2 separate regions of the Mus musculus genome follow, and region 2 is linked to region 1. A link is a contact called in public HiChIP or PLAC-seq data. All regions are on one chromosome and are shown on one strand. Each heading gives the region's core, a stretch centred on a gene start, on an enhancer-like site or on the middle of the called end of the contact. The rest is flanking DNA. Distances are from core to core; before and after follow the strand shown.

The links. HiChIP or PLAC-seq counts read pairs in DNA pulled down with a chosen protein or histone mark.
Region 2: a contact with region 1 is called in an H3K27ac HiChIP or PLAC-seq map of embryonic stem cells, with 3 times the contacts expected there. The contact joins two enhancer-like sites. A contact is called at or near these places in 1 of 484 Hi-C or Micro-C datasets (erythroblasts), 5 of 115 datasets of contacts at active chromatin or transcription factors (the SCID.adh cell line, cardiomyocytes and embryonic stem cells) and 1 of 9 other capture datasets (macrophages).

Annotation. Positions count from the first base shown.
Region 1 is chr6:29,717,318-29,720,449 of GRCm38.p6, reverse strand. Tspan33 (tetraspanin 33) reads right to left here. Exons shown (of 8, transcript NM_146173.3): 7 at 3,099-3,132; 8 at 1,892-2,913. The coding sequence ends at 2,812. Among named protein-coding and RNA genes, the nearest start is that of Smo, 17 kb to the left of the region's middle. Within about 2 kb of position 1,414, at least 142 of the 459 cell types and tissues checked have an H3K27ac peak or open chromatin away from gene starts, as enhancers often do. A contact at or near this core is called in embryonic stem cells, where this site is marked.
Region 2 is chr6:30,271,354-30,274,485 of GRCm38.p6, reverse strand. The region is part of intron 1 of Ube2h (ubiquitin-conjugating enzyme E2H); the gene reads left to right. Among named protein-coding and RNA genes, the nearest start is that of Ube2h, 32 kb to the left of the region's middle. Within about 2 kb of position 1,470, at least 17 of the 459 cell types and tissues checked have an H3K27ac peak or open chromatin away from gene starts, as enhancers often do. A contact at or near this core is called in embryonic stem cells, where this site is marked.

The DNA of each region.
Region 1 (3,132 bases), core at 165-2,664:
TCAGCCATCCTGGACAATCACAAGGCTGTACAGAAGGTGGGAGAGTCAGAAAACTGACAGACCTTGGGGTGGTGCGCTCTGAAGAGGAAGGGGGGCATTGCAAGGACACCAGGATCTCTGGGAGCTGGGAAATATCCCCCCAAAGTGTCTGGTCCTCACCACATTTGGATTCTGGCTCTGCCAGGCTCATTTAGGACTGCTCTTTTCCAGAATGCTACAATAACAGATGTGTGCTCCTTACAAACACTAACTTTTTGGTAATTTGTCGAAAAAGAAAAAAGATAGGAGGCAGAGAGAGAGAGAGAGAGAGAGAGAGAGAAGAAAGGATGGATCGAGGGAGGGATGAGGGGGGAGGGACAAGGGGAAGGAGGAGGAGGGGAGGAAGAGGAGGAAGATGAAGAAACCACTTGTTTAATTACAGGATGTGAACTGGTGGCACTTTTCTTGCCATGCCACCTGGCCAGGTTTCCAAGACTTCTGACTTCATAGCTTGATTTCAGCCGTGAGTGAAACATCTCCATTGGATTCTCACTCACCTCGGGTTTTTTCAGTTCTTACTTTTTATTTAATCAGCTGTTCTAAAATACTAATGGTAAGTTCTCCTGAAGTGACTAGGACTACATAGAAATTTAGCAGAGAGAAAAAGAAATAAACAAGAAGTCCTTTGAACAAGGAGACATTTTCTCTTCTAGCAAGGGGACAAATGTGACGCGGTGGGGGGAGGGGGAGGGAGGTTGTGGGGGAGCACCCACAAACTTGAATTTAGCCAGAATCGTTGAGCTGTGTTTCTGAACATTTATTCACTGAATTTTAAAGTCTGGGGTACTGGCAGAAATTGGAGATCCGTAGTCCAAGTGGAACCCACTCTGGTGAGCTACCCAAAGCCGCAGCTCTGGGGAATACGCACCACCCCAATTCCTAACTCAAGATTCATTCTCTGGTCCTTGTTACTGAAAGAAGGAACCAGAGAAAACGCATGTTTGGGGCACTGTGAGAGAACGGCACCTTACCATGGAAGTGTGCTTCTTTTCTTCCACTCTTCTTTCTCCCTTGGAATAAAAGGTCTTCGCTCTTAATTTTACATTAGTGATTTTATTTCTTCTTTCCGTTGTTTCGAGCTGGGAGCTGAACACTGGCCAGGGCCCCAGGCGCCTGCTAGAAAGGAGCTCTAGCAGGCAGGCGCAGAAGGCTGGCAGAGGAAACCCTGGGGGCGGGAGGCACCCGTTAAGCTTTTGTTTCCTAGAACCTTAAGGATTCTCTTTAAGTCTTCTGGGCCAGGCCAAAGACCCCACTTAATCCAAAGCCCAATGCAGGGATCCTTGAGAAGACGACCGAACACTCTCCCAGGTTCCCAAGTCACATGGTGGGGACCACCCATGTGGTAGAGCCACCCCCGCGCGCCCCGCCCTCGCCTTCGCAAGCCAAGCCGTTCCAGGCGGAGACACACTGCTAAGTGCTTGCTGAGTCCTCCCTAAGGCAGACTGGTTGTTAGTACCCAGTTCCTCCAGTTAAAGATGGAGGACGAGTCAAGCTTTCTTCTTGGTGCCCCTTCACTCTGACGTAGAGTGCTATCCTCTAGTTCCCTGCCCCATCCTAAATGGATTTCAACCCACTGTAATGGGAAAAAAGCAAGCAAGCAAACAAACAACAAATTAAGGTTGGGATTTTTGGATAAGGTAACACCATTCCTACAGATCTGTACCTTGAATCATTCTACCTAATTTAGACCCGGGGGTTCGACCCTAATGTAGGTGGGTCATGCGAGGGAACTGGAGGCTTTGTGCACCTCAGGGGTCTCAAGTCTCTTCCAGAAGGCAGGCCCACAGTTTGGTTGGTCCCTTCTACGTTTCTTCTAGTTGCCCGAATGGAAAATTGATGTAGGACAGCTTAGCCCATGTCAACAAACTTTTATTGCCATTTCTGCCAGATTCCCGATTCTTACACTGTAGAAACACTGAGTTCTGGTGCAGGGGATGCGGGTGGGTGGTGGTGCCACTCCTCTGCCAAGTTAAAGAAAACCCCACTTGCTGGGGCGGGAAGGCCAGACAGAGAGGAATTCAAGGGCATGTATGGCTTAGTCCGGCACGCAGAATTTAGGGACCACGGTTCCAAACATTTTACAGAGCGGGTGAGGATGAATTTGGCTGCTGTTATACCCCTTGCCCTTGCAGCCTTGTTTCCATGGAGACGAGGGAGGAGCAGGATATAGCTCACTCTGACTACCTGGGAGTGCGGCTAGGCAAGCATTTGGTAAACATACCCCCTTCACTCCTATCCCCCATGTGCCCTGCGGTCCCGATCCGACCCCTAGGTTCCCTAGGCTCCCGCTGCTCTGCCCGCTGCACTCCCAGCCTCTCTGGAGGTGGAATTGTGCCAACTGGACTCCTGCAGGGCTGCCAGTATCTGTGCACAGCCAGGACTCCCTGGCAGCAGACTCTGTCCACCTAGCTCAGCAGCAGCCCTAACAGAGCTGTCTGTTGTGCCTCAGTATGCAGCTAGTAATCCTACAGCTTTCTGTGCCGCTGCAGTTTCCACACCTCTGCCCAGAGGAAACTAAAAACACAAACTCAAATGTTCAAGGTTACAAACAGCATGAAATAAACCTCGGACAATGCTGAGGCTAGGATGGGGAGATGAGGCACATCTTTCGGAGACCTGAGCCATCTGTGTCCTGCCTTCTGGAGCTTGCTTCTTTCCACTGGGCCCTCATTTGGGGGCTGGAATCCAAATCTGCACTGGGTGCTCTCAGCACCCTCTGCTGCTGGTCCGTGAGATGCTCGTCGCCATGGTAAGGAGGCGCAGGAAGGATTCTCAGTACCACGGGTCAGCTCGGTGCTGTTGGTTGTAGAGCTGTAGCTTGATCTGATCTTTTATTTGATTCACGAGGACCTGGGATAGCAGGATTCCCACCAGCTGCAAAGGGCAGAAAGGAATCAGGGGGGGACTGTCCTGCTATCCCAGGCTCAGTCCTTCCAACGCAGCAAGCACATCCCTCTCTGGTCCCTCTGCTATGTCAGTACCCCACTGACCCCTGGATGTCTCCACAAATGACAACCTTTGCAGAGTGTGAGACCTACCAGTTGGGCAGGGTAAGTTACCTGGGGGATGGCCAGGCCTAGTGCCACACCACCA
Region 2 (3,132 bases), core at 221-2,720, 550 kb before region 1:
CAATAAAAAAATAAACAATAAAAAATTTATAAACAATAAACACTTAGGCTTTTTTTATTTTATAATGATGCTGATTGACTTAAATACTGTGTTTTCCAATCAGTTATAGGGGGTGGGCTGTTGAGGCGTGATCTCTCTGAATAGCCTTGGATGTCCTGGAACTCACTGTGTAGACCCAGATGGCCTTAAACTCAGAGATATGCCTGCCTCTGCCTCTCAAGTGCTGAGATTAAATATGTGTACCACTGTGCTTGGCCTTGTGTTTCCCAACTTTGAAAGTTTGCACTCTAAAACTTCAATTTTATATGGAAGTATACTTGGTTTATATTGAGTAATTTTAAAAAATTATTTGTGGGGTCGGTGGTGCGCGTGCCCCTATAGCAAAAGGACAGAGAACAACATTGTGAAGTTGGGTCTTTCTCTCCACCCTTATGGAATCCAGGGCTTGAATGAATGCAGGTAGCCACAGGCAAGCATTTATTCCACAGTCTGTACTCTTCTTCATGCTCCTGTTGTAGCAGCCTCACAGTGGAGGACTCTCTGTGCCTTGTTTGCTTCCTTCCAGTCTTCTGCTTTTTGCTACCAGGGCAATACTGTTTTGGGTCTGTGTCTGTGTCTGTCTGTCTGTCTCTCTCCTCCCTCCCTCTCTCCCTCCCTGCCTCTTCCTGCTTTTAAAGCTTTGAATTTATGGGCATTGCAAAGATTAAATATATATGCCACCACACTGGGGTTCGTTTTCTCTCTCTTGTTCTCTCTCTCTCTCTCTCTCTCTCTCTCTTCTCCTTCCTTCCTTCCTTTCTTCCTTCCTTCCTTCCCTCCCCTCCCTCCTCTCCTTCCCCTCCCTTCCCCTTCCCCTTCCCCCCTCCCTTTCTTTCCTTGACAATTCTGCTATGTAGGCCAGATTAACCTAGAACCTGGTGTGATTCCAGGCTGGTGTCAAACTCACTGAAACATTCTTGTGTCTTGTCTCCTCAGAGCTGGGGTTAGAGGCTTGCACCAGCACACCTAGCTTGGAGCTACTCTTTATACAAGGCTTATCTATCAGCTTCTCCCCAGAATTCATTTTCCTCCCAAACAAAGATAAGCTTGTCTTCCTCTGTACTGGAATCAGAGGTGAGTCAGATGCTTTTCTGAGGGTGCCTAGGGATCTGGTCTTCTTGTTTCCAGACTGAGCATCTTCCCAGCCCTGTATACCCTACCCTCCTTTTTGAGACAGGGTCTCGTGTAGCCCAGACTGCTCTTGAAGATGACCTTGAACTCCTGCTGCCTTCACTTCCCACATATTGGGATCCAAGGCATGCCACTACCAAGTCATGCAAGTGCCACAGTTATTTTTGTACGCAGATCGGTCTTCCCCTTTTCAAGTCATTTGCCCCCTGACCTTTTCTCCCTGTGCCATGTATTACATAGCTCTGATCTTTCTTCCTTTGTCTTCCCATCTGAAAGAGAAGGGCTTCATTTGCATAGAGGTTCCAGTGATAGAGGGAGGCATTAGTGTCTCAGTTCAGAACTCTGAGTACATTGGTTTTCTAGCAGAGAGAGTGATGTGGGTGAGGATTAATATCTCAGATTGAGAAAGTGCATGCCAGATACATGCCAGCGTCAGTTTACATTGACCTTTGTTACGGGGAATTATATTCTGAGTTCTAAAGAAGGGACTTCACTTTTGAAATAAACTTGTTGGGGAAGGACTGGGGGACTCTGACCTCTGTAGCCCACACCTCAGGAGTGCTCTAATGGAGACTTTGCCTGACTGTGGGCTGGAAAGAGGGCATGCCCTGCCCTCCTCAGGAGGCAGCTGAGCCAGAGGCAGTCCAGTAGTTCTTTTGTATTTGGAAATACTCCTTGGTTTGGAGACTGGGCTTGTGCAGATACTTAAGCGGGTGCCTCCAACAAACAAACGTGATTATTCTTCAGCGATTACGCCGTAATCTGCATAACAAGAGAACTATTTTACTTTAGAAATGTTGAAGCTGTTAAGGCAGAGTTGATCTTTTCAGAGCAGGGTTCCTACAGAAAACCTTCTGACTCTACTGTGGTGCAGCTGGCGTGAAAGGCGAACGAACATTCCTGTAATAGGCTCTTGTAATTTCCTTTTAGTTTTTGTTTTCGAGACAGGTTCTATGTAGTCCTGGCTATTCTGGAACCCCATGGGTAAACCAGGCTGGCTTTGAACTTAGAACCACCTGCCGCTGTCTCCCCTAGTATTGGAATTAAAGGTATGTGCCACCATGCCCAGCCTTGCAATTTACTTTTAATGCAGAGAAAGTAGGAATTTTTGGACATAATCATCTCTGGTTGGTATTCTAGAAAAATGATACAACAGCTGGATTGAAAGACATAAAGGTTTTCTTCTTATTCAATGACTTTTTCTCCCTTTCTTTCTTTTTCCAAGACTGGAGTCTCTCTGCATTATCCCACTGGACTAGAACTCGCTATTTAGACCAGGCTGCCCTGGACAGAGATCTGTCTCTTGAGTACTGGGATTAAAGACATATTACCACCCTTCTGTAATTCTGAGAACTATAAAATAAGTTTTTACATCTTAGGCTTAAAAAAATTTTTAAGTATTTTATGTGTAAGGGTGTTTTGCCTGTGTGGGTTTGTCTAAGTGTCACTTGAGTGCCTAGTGCCCTGAAAGGCCAGAAGTTGGCATTTGTATCCCTTAGGACTGAAGTTAGGGATTGTTGTGGGCTACCCTGTGGATGCTAGGAATTGAAGCAGGGTCCTCTGGAAGAACAGTTTGTGCTATGTACCCCTGAGCCATCTCTCCAGCCCCCATCTCACAGTGTTTAGACTATCATCTACTGATGGTAAAAGAATGCTCTGGAGCTAGAAGAAAATATCAAAGGACATTTTCATTTAGTGCCGTCTTCATGGCAGACTTTGTGCAGTAGTAACACGGACTGTGTGTAAATGATGACCACCTGCCCTGGAGCAAGCGAAACCGTGGTTTGTAGTGGTTTCTAAGGTGTAAATACTGTACTGAAGCAAGCCTGTCTACATTGTGAGATCTATCGGGAAGAAATGGATATAGTCATCTGATTTGGATTAACCTCAAATGATTCTTTTCTTCCTTCCCCTTGTGTGTATATTTGTAGACAGACACACACACATAAACCCCCTCCCAAC